Linked DNA regions of Mus musculus: region 2 is linked to region 1. The links are chromatin contacts, called in public Hi-C maps. All regions are on one chromosome and are shown on one strand. The core of a region is the stretch at or near the end of the contact, and the rest is flanking DNA. Distances in the headings are between cores, read along the strand shown. Region 1 has its middle 70 kb from the start of Gm6567. Region 2 has its middle 8.3 kb from the start of Gm26176.

Evidence for each region. Hi-C and Micro-C count contacts between places; a contact is called where the count stands out from the background.
Region 2: a Hi-C map of cortical neurons shows a contact between it and region 1, with 3 times the contacts expected there. The contact joins two enhancer-like sites. A contact is called at or near these places in 1 of 484 Hi-C or Micro-C datasets (cortical neurons) and 1 of 115 datasets of contacts at active chromatin or transcription factors (fibro-adipogenic progenitors).

Annotation. Positions count from the first base shown.
Region 1 is chr7:73,029,036-73,034,683 of GRCm38.p6, reverse strand. No RefSeq gene overlaps it. Among named protein-coding and RNA genes, the nearest start is that of Gm6567, 70 kb to the left of the region's middle. Within about 2 kb of position 2,108, at least 39 of the 459 cell types and tissues checked have an H3K27ac peak or open chromatin away from gene starts, as enhancers often do. A contact at or near this core is called in cortical neurons, where this site is marked.
Region 2 is chr7:73,634,971-73,640,618 of GRCm38.p6, reverse strand. No RefSeq gene overlaps it. Among named protein-coding and RNA genes, the nearest start is that of Gm26176, 8.3 kb to the left of the region's middle. Within about 2 kb of position 2,663, at least 48 of the 459 cell types and tissues checked have an H3K27ac peak or open chromatin away from gene starts, as enhancers often do. A contact at or near this core is called in cortical neurons, where this site is marked.

The DNA.
Region 1 (5,648 bases), core at 859-3,358:
CTCGGCTCAACCTGGACTGTTATGGTTTTTCATTTTCCAAGCAGAGTGAGACAGCTGTTTGTTGTATACAGGCTTGCAGTTGTGTGTTTTGTTTACATTTTTTTTCTAGGCCTGGTTTGATAAAGGCACTCCCATTGTTCAGTGAATGGAGTCTGGACTCCTTGGCAGAGCTGCCCAGATTGTCCTGTGGGTGCCTTGCTTTGTAGTAAGGTGTTCAGGTGTCTTCCCAAGCACATTGTTCTCACATGCACATATCAACACCTCCTGCCTGAGTCCTCCTGCACCCCTGGTCCTCTGCAGGGCATCCTTTCACGTCAGCAAGAGACACCTTTGATTTTCTTTGTCCTGCCAGCTACAACTCCTACTTGATAGACCAATAAAATTGCTAATATCCCCTTAAAAATTAAATCCCTTACCCCTGCGCACCCCTGGAAAATTTTATAGCATTTTGATGATATAAAAATTATCATGGTGGCCTCATTTAATTGAAATTACCGAAAGCACCTACATGGTGAGTTTTAAGGTCAAAGGCTGGATTCTAAATATTTTGGTGTTCTCAGAATCTAGGAAAATACTTAGTATAGATCAAATGATTAAATACTCATTGGATCCGCAACTCGGAGAGAAATGGAAGTGGGATGACTATCACACGTTGCTTTATTTTTGGAAAAATGTGAGATGGCTTATGAACAGTTCAAAATCAGTAGATATTTGTAGTCGATCCAAGGATGCTCTCCCAGATGGCTGCCTGCCTGGTTCAATACCTCACATATACTAGAGACTCAGTAAAGTTTTGTTTGAATCATAGACATGCTTGAACAAAGGCTCTCATTGTCTCTGCCAAAGGTGTGGGTGGATCTTGAACTCACTTAGCTATGGTAGGCATCTTCGCTGACATACCTTGCCCCACACATTCCTTTTCTTTGTCCCTTCTAATCTTAAGAACTAGGGATGCTCTTCCATACCTCTATATTATAAAGTTATGGTTCAGGGAAGCCTGAAATCGTTGTCAAACATGGGACCACACAACGACTTACTGGCTATTTTTAAGCTTGACCTATCTTCCTTGGGTTTCTGGCATCAAAGATCATTAAAAATAGATAGCATTTTAGAACATTTAAAACACCTGATTATACTGAACCATCACCACTGGTTTTATTTTCTCTTCCTGTGGTTCTCTGAGGTTGAGCAGAGAAACCTCAAGGTCACTTTCAATATCAAGCTGTCTTTCAGCCCAGGGCCCACGCTCCCTATTTGTAGGTTATTTGATTCTTTTACTCCCGTAGAGAGCAAGCCTCCTGCCATTTCCTTGACAAAGATGGCTTGTAAACTTGTACCTTATACTCAAGATAGAGGAGAGTAATAGAACCTCAAGTGGGGTAGACTATTCTGCAAGACAGTTGACCCACTAATGAAGCAGTTTGTGACTGAAGCCTCTTTACACTGCTATTTCACTATTAAGTGATCACGGGGGTGGGGGGGGTGGGGGGCAGGGCAGGAGCCTGTCCTCAGACCCTAATATTGTCTGCCTCTCCTAATGCGCCTGGGAGCAGAATGAACATCCTTGCTCATCCCAGCATCGATGCGCTCAAACCCTGCACCTTATTTCCTATTGCCTCGCCCTCTTTGATTTCTGGCTGCTCACATTGCCGTCAACAGTGGCTATCCTTTCTAGACAGGAAGTCTTTGAGGCAGACGTTTGTCTTTTTCTCTTCTCCGCCCCAAGGCTCACTATAACGTGCAGTACATGTCTGTTGAATAAATACAGCCTTTCTCAAAAGGATAACAGATTCCCCGAATGCTAGCAGTGCCAATCATCGGAGCACGTTGCTTTTTTTTATTCTGCCTAAGTTCTGCGCACACTAGCTACAGCTTGGCTTTCCATTTTCTCCTGGTTGGAGTACTCTAAGTATGCTTGTCACAATAATGAAAATGTTGTCTGGCTGGGTCATTGATCAAATCTCAAGGAGTGAAGAAACAAGTCTCCGAAGGCCTGACTCTGCTTTTAAAGGCACCAGGCCCGAGGAAGCTGCTGGTGTGATGTCCTTTGGGACAGGCTGGCGAGTGCCTGACAAGCTGCTGGAGCAGGCACTTTCAGTTTTCCTCTGCAACAGTGTCTGAAATCGATACTCCATCACAGCGTGTGTGGGGGTGGCAAGCAGGCTCTCTCTCTGCTGTCTCTGACATTTCAGGAGCCTTGATGCTGTTTGGAGGCTGTTCCGCCTCAGTTCTGCAGTGGGTAGGGTGCGGGGAGGTGCGTGTGTGCGCGCGCGCGTGTGCGCGCGCGTTCTATGTCTTCTCTTCCAAAATCTTGCAGTTGTTTTTGATCTCCACAAACCAGAGGGAAGAAGACTCAAAGCCCATGACCTGTGAGTCTTGCTGGCCTGCTTTAGTTCAGCAAAAACGATATAGAGGGCTTCTGTCACAAAATGAGTGGCTCATTTTGTCCCTGAGTGAGAGAATCCAGACAATGCGAGGCTCTTCTTGCGCGACCCCAGAGCGAACCCACACAAGATGCAGCTGGGTGGCCCCCGCAAACTGGCAAGGGCTACAGTGAGCCATGAGTAAACATTTCTTTTGCAAAATGTACAAACTATTCAGAGTAGAGCTTGGGAGAGCACCACTCCTCCTGAGGGAGAATGTTTTTCATCAATGCAACCCATGAGTCATTTATTGAAATTGACATAGGTGTGTCTCCATCTGAGGACACCTCTCTCTTTCGGCTTGCTCTCAGTTTCCTTTGCTGGGTACTCCTTTTCTCTACGATCTTTTTTCTGTCAGAACCCTTATTTGTCTCTGCTACTCTAAGCTCCTCTCTCTCTCTCTCTCCCTCTCTCTCCCTCTCTCTCTCTCTCTCTCTCTCTCTCTCTCTCTCTCTCTCTCTCTCTCTCATTATGATAACCAGGCATCTGAGCTCGACTTTGTTTTTTAATCTCTACTTTCAGTGAAATCTCTTTGCTTTCCTTCAGAACGCTCCTACGGACTCCCTAGGTCCATCTTTAATGTCTCTGATGATGCACATGGCTACCCACAGGATTTCCAAGCGTGCTCAGGCATATCTCTGCTTCAGTCCACCTGCCAGGTCCACAGTCTGCCTCCCCTTCTCATATATTTCTTTTCTAGTGAAGGACGTGCTGTGTGTTCCTTCTTGGACATGGATGACAAACTTCTAACCTAGTGCTCTGCTCAAGAGCTGTTTCATCTCTATGACCCCCTTCCAATCTCTTATAATGCTAATAATTAATCTAACCATGACTTATTTTGGAATTTACAGTTCTTGATGTGGCACTTGGCAATCGACTAGCGGCTATTTAATAATAGTCCGGGTTGAGCCTTAACAACTTGAGATACTTGCCTCTTTCGTTTGACCATCTATAAGTGTTACTGGTATATTGGTATTTATTGTTTTTTTTTTCCTACCGTGTTCAGATTGACTGTAGAGCTCTGATAGACTCTATTGGATGCTTGTACTAAAGTCCATGAGGCCTCAATCCTATACAAAGAACTAGAGGCAACTAAAGGATGGTAAAAGCAGGAGAAATAGCCTTCCCCATGGAAGAGTACACAAATTGGTTATCCAGTACCAAAGAGTTAGCACTGGAAACACACATAGAGGTAGTGCACAGATGGAGCAGGTTGTGTTTGTGTATTTAAGAAAGTGTGTGTGTGTGTGTTTATCAACAATTAATGAAAAAAAGGGGAATTAATGTGAAATAGATCAAGGAGGGGTATATGGGAGGGCTTGGAGGGGGAAAAGGGGAGTGGGAAATGATGTAATTATAATATTAAAAGATAAAATAAATAGAAAGGTCCTTTTTAATATTTTACACTTTACTGAAAATTTCATACAAGAATGTAGTGTTTTGATCAAACCCTTTCAATTCCTCTCCTTTACCCCCCTCCCCTCCCCACCGCAAAACATCAGTCACATATTCCATGTCCCTTAAAAAAAAAAACCCAAACACCCAGTGAGTCTGTTTAGTGCTGCCAGTGTGTACGCTGATTTGGATCATCCAATGGAGGATGGGCAGCTGTTCCAGGGCAGCATCCCTGAAGAAATTTGCTCTCCCTCCCCTGGCAGCCATCCATTGCCAATTGCTTCTCAGCTAGACATTGAATCCCATGAGTCCCCTTCCCCATCCATTCTGGGATTTTGGATGGTTTGATCTTATGCATGTCTTGTGCCTGTGATCACAGCTGCTGTGAGTTCAAGTGTGCAGTGGCTCAGCAAATGATGCTTCAAAGGCAGATATTGATGCTTTAATTTTTGCAATCTTTCTGCCTCATCTTCTTTGATAGTCCCTGAGCCTGGGCATGTGAGGTTCTTAGTAGGCTCCTGACCTACATACTTAGAAGGATGTTTTTTAAGGTCTTGTTGTACAAAATTTTGGGCAAGCTCCCATACACATGAAATTATCTATATTCATAACTATATCTATCAAGTATATATACATATATCTATACATATATACATACATATCCACACATATATGCATACATATATCAAGTATATATACATATATCTATAAATATCTATGCATATATACATACATATCTATATCTACATCTCTATCTATCTATCTATCTATCTGTCTGTCTGTCTGTCTATATCTTTTTATTCATAAGGTCTATACAGGGATATGTCTATCCAAAGAGATTCAGGAAAAGAGTCCACCTTGTTTTTTTTTTTTTTTTTACTTGATATCTTATATATGGGGAAAATTTGCATACATGCTAGTTGTCATGGCTTTTATCTTTAGAACCCTAGCCTAATTTTCCAGGAACTCCATTCACCACCAAACTTAGTGGTCATGCTCTCTTACCTCTTCCGGATCTACTCATTTTCTGTTGTAATAGACATAGCGGAGTCTGAACAGTTTATATAGAAAAGAGTTTTAATTAGCAATGCATTGGAGAATGAAGTCCAAACAACACACCAGCTCTGGGACGGTTGTTCTAATTGTGTCCCTCGGAGAGGAAGTTGTCATAGTGCTAGCATATGGAAAATGGAAGATCAGAGGCAGGGGAGGGGCCAGGCTCATTCTTTTATAGCAACCCACTTTGGGACCACCAGAGATTCATCATTCTCTTCTGAGGTCAGTATCAGTGATCCAGGACTTGCCAATAGGTTTTGCCTCATAAAGATCTCACCTCCTAACAGCACCGCACTGAGGACTAAGCTTCCTCCCCTAGAATTCCTGGGGAAGATACTCAGTCCATATCCTAACCATCACAGTTTGTCTAAGTCACTGCCTTGGGGCTACACAGGTGAAAGGAGATGTTCCTATTCTTTCTGTTCCCCATTCTCCACATTCACTGAAGCACACTTCCTGGTTTTTCGGAGAGAGGCTCTGGAGTCAGAGTGTCTGGGTTCTAATCCTGATTCCATTGAGGGGTGTGAGCTTGAACGGGTTACCTGCTATCTTCCAGCTTCACTGTCCTTGCCCGTAACATGGGAATAATAGAAATTGCTGTGAGGGATGAGATCGCAGCATGACACATCAGGAAACATCACATACCTATGTAGAGAACTTGGCGTGGTGCCTGATGTGACTCATGCACACTCAAAAGGATGTAGAGCATGGTTATTTTTATTTGATTTTTCTTTTCACATTATGAAGTTGGCCTGCATGATAGCCTCTGGTGTC
Region 2 (5,648 bases), core at 1,414-3,913, 610 kb before region 1:
GGTCACCACGGCCCATCTTCAGTGGGGTGCCTTGCAGGAGCATGGCTAGTTAAAGGCAGTTATGTCATCAAAAGGCCCGCCACAGCAGTGATGAGGACTCGTGGAAGCTGCATCTTTGAACCTGCAGGCAGCTCCCCCAGAGTCTCTTCTCCCCAGCCATTGGTTACTGCTAGAGGAGGAGCCTTGTACCTTTCATGGCCTTGTAAACCTCCTGAGCCTAATGCCCTTCCCTACTTCCTCATAACAAAACCTCATCTCCTATCTCAAGAGGAAGAGGAAGAGGAGGAAGAAAGAGGGAAGGAAGGAAAAAATAATAAGAGCCAAGATGTTTTCAGGGATTAAACAGTTGGCTAGCACACATCAGGCCCTGAATTCCACCTCTAGTGTTACAGATAAAACAAGGACCATCAAACCAGGTGATTATGGCGCACACCTTTAATCCCCGAACTCAGGAGGCAGAGGCAGGTGGATCTCTGAGTTCAAGGCCAGCCTGGTCTACAGAGTGAGTTCCAGGACAGCCAGGGCCACACACACACACACACACACACACACACACACACACACTCACAAAACCCTATCTCTCTAAAAGTAAAAAAATTAAAATACATTTTTTTTAAGATGGAGAGAGGAACTCCTGAACCTGTAGCCCTCCCTGAGAGCCGAGTGGCAGTTCTGGTTTCTGAGCGAGGGTAGCATTGAATGCAGTGTTACAGCAGCTAGTGACTTGCCGGTGCTCCAGTGAATACCACCCCATTCATGCACATGCAAGCAGCCCTAATTGTAACCTTGGTAGGTTACAGAAAAGCAGCAAAAAGAAAAAGATATGAGAAGAGGTTTGTGAAAAATGGAGGGTTTGAGGAGAAGAGGGATCTGTTGCTGTGATAAACACCAGGACCAGCAGCAGCTTCGGTGAGGAAAGGGCTTTAGCTCATCTTACCCTTCCAGGGCACAGGCCCTTGTTGCCAGAAGTTGGGACAGCCAGGGTTATGGAGTAAGATCCTGTTTTTAAAAAAGAACAACAGATGGCAGAAATGAAAGAAGAGAGAAGGGACCTGAAATCTAGATTTGGGCTTTGGGGATATTTAGTTCTTCCACACTCAGCAAACTCCACCCTGTGTTCCTAAATCGGTGTGTGACATTTTGTTATGCCGTGAGACCCTGAGTATTCTTGAAAAACATCCAAGGCATACGCCCAGGGCTCAGGTCCATCTGTGAGCACAGAGAGATAATGCCTTTTTCCTATCTGGAGGGCACTGGAAGTGGTGGATAGATTGTTGAAAACTGCTCAGGTCTCTTTGGAGCTTTTTCTAGAAGCAGAGAAAGAAGGCAGTAACGGGCAATCTTCACAGCATTTGGAGAAACTGAAATATGTACGTTCCCCCGTGGGACAAAGCGCATCAAGGAGATTGCAGCCTTTAAACCATGCAGAATTCTCACGTACTCTGCTCCTGATAATGCAGATCAGTACAGAATCTGTGGAAAGCAAGTTAGAATTACAAATCTACACAAATCAGCCCAGAAATTCTACATCTTGAAGCCTACATATTACACAGATAGTTCACTCACATACCAAAAAAAAAAAAAAAGTTTTAATTATTTCTTTTTTTGTTGTTTGTTTTTGTTTTTGTTTTTGTTTTTGAGACAGGGTTTCTCTGTATAGCCCTGGCTCTCCTGGAACTCACTCTGTAGACCAGGCTGGCCTCAAACTCAGAGATCCACCTGCCTCTGCCTCCTGAGTGCTGGGATTAAAGGCGTGCACCACCACACCTGACAAAGATATTTATGAGCTGTCTTCAGTTGCACCAGAAGAGGATGTCAGATCTCATTACGGATGGTTGTGAGCCACCACGTGGCTGCTGGGATTTGAACTCAGGACCTTTGGAAGAGCAGTCGGTGCTCTTAACCACTGAGCCATCTCTCCAGCCCTTTTTAATTATTTCTACATAGTTGGGTGCAGTGAACACTTTTAATCCCAGCATTCAGAAGAGAGAGGCAGGCAGATCTCTGAATTCACAGCTAGCTTGATCTACAGAGCTAGTTCCAGGATAACCAGGGCTATACAGAGAAAGCCTGTCTAAATATATATTTTTCACATATAAAGATATACATATATATGTATTTGTATATGTGTGTATACACATACACATATATAAATACACACACATATATACATATTTCCATGTGTGTGCATGAATGTGAATGTTATGTGTGTGCCGATGCCCCAGGAGGCCAGAAGAGGGTGTTGGATTCCTTAGAACTGAATTTACAAGTGGTTATAAGCTCTCCAACCCAGGTACTGAGAACTGAATTTAGCTCTTCAGGAAGAGCAGGTATGCACTCTCTGCTACTGAATCAGCCATCTCTCCAGCCCCTTAACAAATTTTTAAAGAGAAAGAACCTACCCTGCTCCACCCCCAAAAAATGACTTTTGAAGGAAGCGCTGTTTGAGGACCTTTAGGTTCTGACCAAATGGGCCTTTAATGAGACAGATTCTTCAGTGAGTTGACAAAGGCTGGGAAGTGGGGGGGGGGGGGGGGGCTCTGAAATGCCTGAGGGGAGGGGAGGGTGCAAGGACATGTCTCTTCACACTCACTTAGGCAGTTCCCATTGCCCTTCCTCATTGTGCTCCTGAGGCCCATTCAAAGCTAACACTCATCCACCAATGACATTTGGTACATGGGTAACCGTGGGCAACCAGCTTCACTCTCGGTTGTCTTAGCAACAGTGATGTTCTTCAGTGGGGTTTCCGCTGTGAAGTAATCATCCTTCTTTGAGGTGGACTCCTCTACATCAACGCAGTTTTTTTTACATCAATGACATTTATGAATAAGCCTCAATTAGATGCAATTACAACTGAACTGTTAAGTGAGGCTGTGAATTGAGTCAGATTTGCATATCCTTCCATCAAACCTGGCAAGCCCATGAATTGTGTGCCTGGTGCCATTCAAGGAAAGGGTGCCATTTGCTCTTGAAAACCACCTGCCATGCTCCAATTAAAGACGGGCAGCCTCTCCTCCTTATCCTTACCTCCTCTTCAAAGACAAATAGGAGTAGACGCCACAGCTTCCCCTTCTAGCTCAATAGAAAAGAAAAAGTAGCCCAATATAGATAGCCTCACATTCACCTGGAAAAAAACACAAGTTTGCATGGCGTAGAGTCGCTCTGCTGGACAAAAGACAGGGATTCAGAATCACCTCTCATAGATCCTCCTGCCCGGGGCCAGTTATGAAATATTTAAGTTGTTTGAAAGATGACACTGAGTTTCATGTTACCCACATAGCTGGTGAAAAGAATAGACTTCCTGTGTCTGTCAAAGGTCAGTGAAAAGTGACTCAGTCTTGGAAGCCCAGGACTGGCTACTGAAAGACAAGCTCCCTAATGGCTCTCATGACCCCTGAACTCCTGAATTTCATGGCTCTATCTGGCCCACCCACACTCAAACACATTATGATCTCCCCTGCCTTCATAGAATCCCATTGCATGGGCTCTCTTAGAGGTTGTAGTGGTTTGTATATGCTCGGCCCAGGGAGTGGCACTATTAGGAGGTGTGGCCTTGTTGGAGTAGGTGTGCCACTGTGGGTGTGGGCTATAAGACCTTCATCCTAGCTACCTGGAAGGGAGTAGTCTGCCAGCAACCTTCAGAGGAAGATGTAGAACTCTCAGCTCTTCCTGTACCAGTCTGCCTGGATCCGGCCATGTTCCTGCCTTGATGATAATGGACTGAACCTCTGAACCTGTAAGCCAGCCCCAATTAAATGTAGTCCTTTTCACAGTTGCCTTGGTCCTGGTGTCTGTTCACAGCAGTAAAACCCTTGCTAAGACACAGTTCAGGCCACCCTTGTCCTGCTATGGAAATACAACCTGGAAGAAAGCAAAGGGGAGAAGCCTTAGCTGTTGCTCTGACCTGGGGCACACTCTTGGAACATCCAAGTAGGTGACTTATGCTCTTCTGAGCCCTCTGGCTTGTGCTGGGGATGGGCAGGGAAGATGGAGGGAGATGTGCTGTGATGGAGGGAGATGCCCTGTGCTTAGATCACTGCTTCTGTATGCCCAAGTCCCATCAATCCGCTTCTGGCCTTCATAAAAAGGATGATACATGATTTAGAGTCATAGTCGCAACAAAAGCAGCTTGCCATTCTAACATCAATCCTAGTGCTCAGCTTCCGGAAGCATCACGAGGCCCCCCCATGGGTTTCTGGTGCTGTAGTTTACTGATGATGGCCCCCGTTGGTGCAAGTTTGACAGTATCCTCAAAATAGGCAGCTGTCTGACACATCTGCAGGGTTTGTATCTTGGCTGCGATCCATTCAAAGCTGTTTTAAAGCAGATTTTATTTCTGGAAACAAGGATATTAAGGCAATCTGAGAATTATATGGTCAAAGAATTGTTTGGAGGGTGGGGCTGAGACAGGGTTGCTCTGTGTAGCCCTGAATGTCCTGAAACTCGCTCTGTAGACCAAACTAGTCTTGAAATCAGAGATCCACCTGCTTCTGCCTCCCAAGTGCTGGGATAAAAGGCGTGCGCCACCACACCTGCCTGTTTTATGAGCTTTCTAAAAACACTATTTTGTTTTGTTTTGTTTAAAATAAAAAAAAAGGCTGGTTGCCAATCAGTGGGCACACGCCTTTAACCCCAGAACTCCAGAGCAGAGGCAGGAGACTCTCTGTGTTTGAGGCCAGCCTGATCTACAGAGCTCCAGGACAGCCAGGGCTACAGGTGAAACCCTGTCTTGAAACAAACAAACAAACAAAAGACATACAAACAATCAAAACTACAGAAGATAGCCACATACGTTTTTACCTGTTTTACCTTTCCTCTGGGTCCTTTAGCCCTCCGTGGAAGAGTAAAATATGTCCTGAAGACGTGAAGTTTGGTGGCTGGAGAGATGGCTCGGTGCTTAAGATTTACTGCTTTTCTAGAGTTTAGTTTTCAGTATCCAAGTCCCAGCTCCCTCTCAGACAGCTTACAAACTCCAGTTCCAAGGCGTCAGGTGCCCTCTTCCGGCCTCCTTGGGGATCACTACAAACATGGCATACAGTCCCACGGACATACACACATAGTTGGCTTTGGGGTTTTGGTTTGGTTTTGGTTTTTCAAGACTGGGTTTCTCTGGGTAGCCCTGGCTGTCCTGGAACTCACTCTCTAGACCAGTCTGACCTGCCTCTGCCTCCCGAGTGCTGAGATTAAAGGCGTGCGCCACCACTGCCCAGCCACACGTAGTTTTTGTGTGTCGTTTTTGGTTTTTGCTTTGTTTTCTTGAGACAGGGTCTCACTATGTAGCCTTGGATGATGTGGACCAATCACTATGTAGACCAGGCTAGCCTGGAATTCAGAGAACTACGTGTTCTGCCTCCTGAATACTGAGATTAAAGGCATGTCCTGCCATACCCTGATCTAAAATAAATCTTTTTTTTTTTTTTAGGATGAAGAAGAGATCTGTCAAAGCCACGGTACTCATATGTTTTTTTTTATGATTTATTTATTTTCTTTATATGAGTATACTATAGCTGTCTCCAGACACACCAGAAGAAGGCACCAGATCCCATTACAGGTGGTTGTGAGGCACCATGTGCTTGCTGGGAATCGAACTCAGGAGCTCTGGAAGAGCAGTCAGTGCTCTTAACTGTTGAGCCATCTCTCCAGCCCCA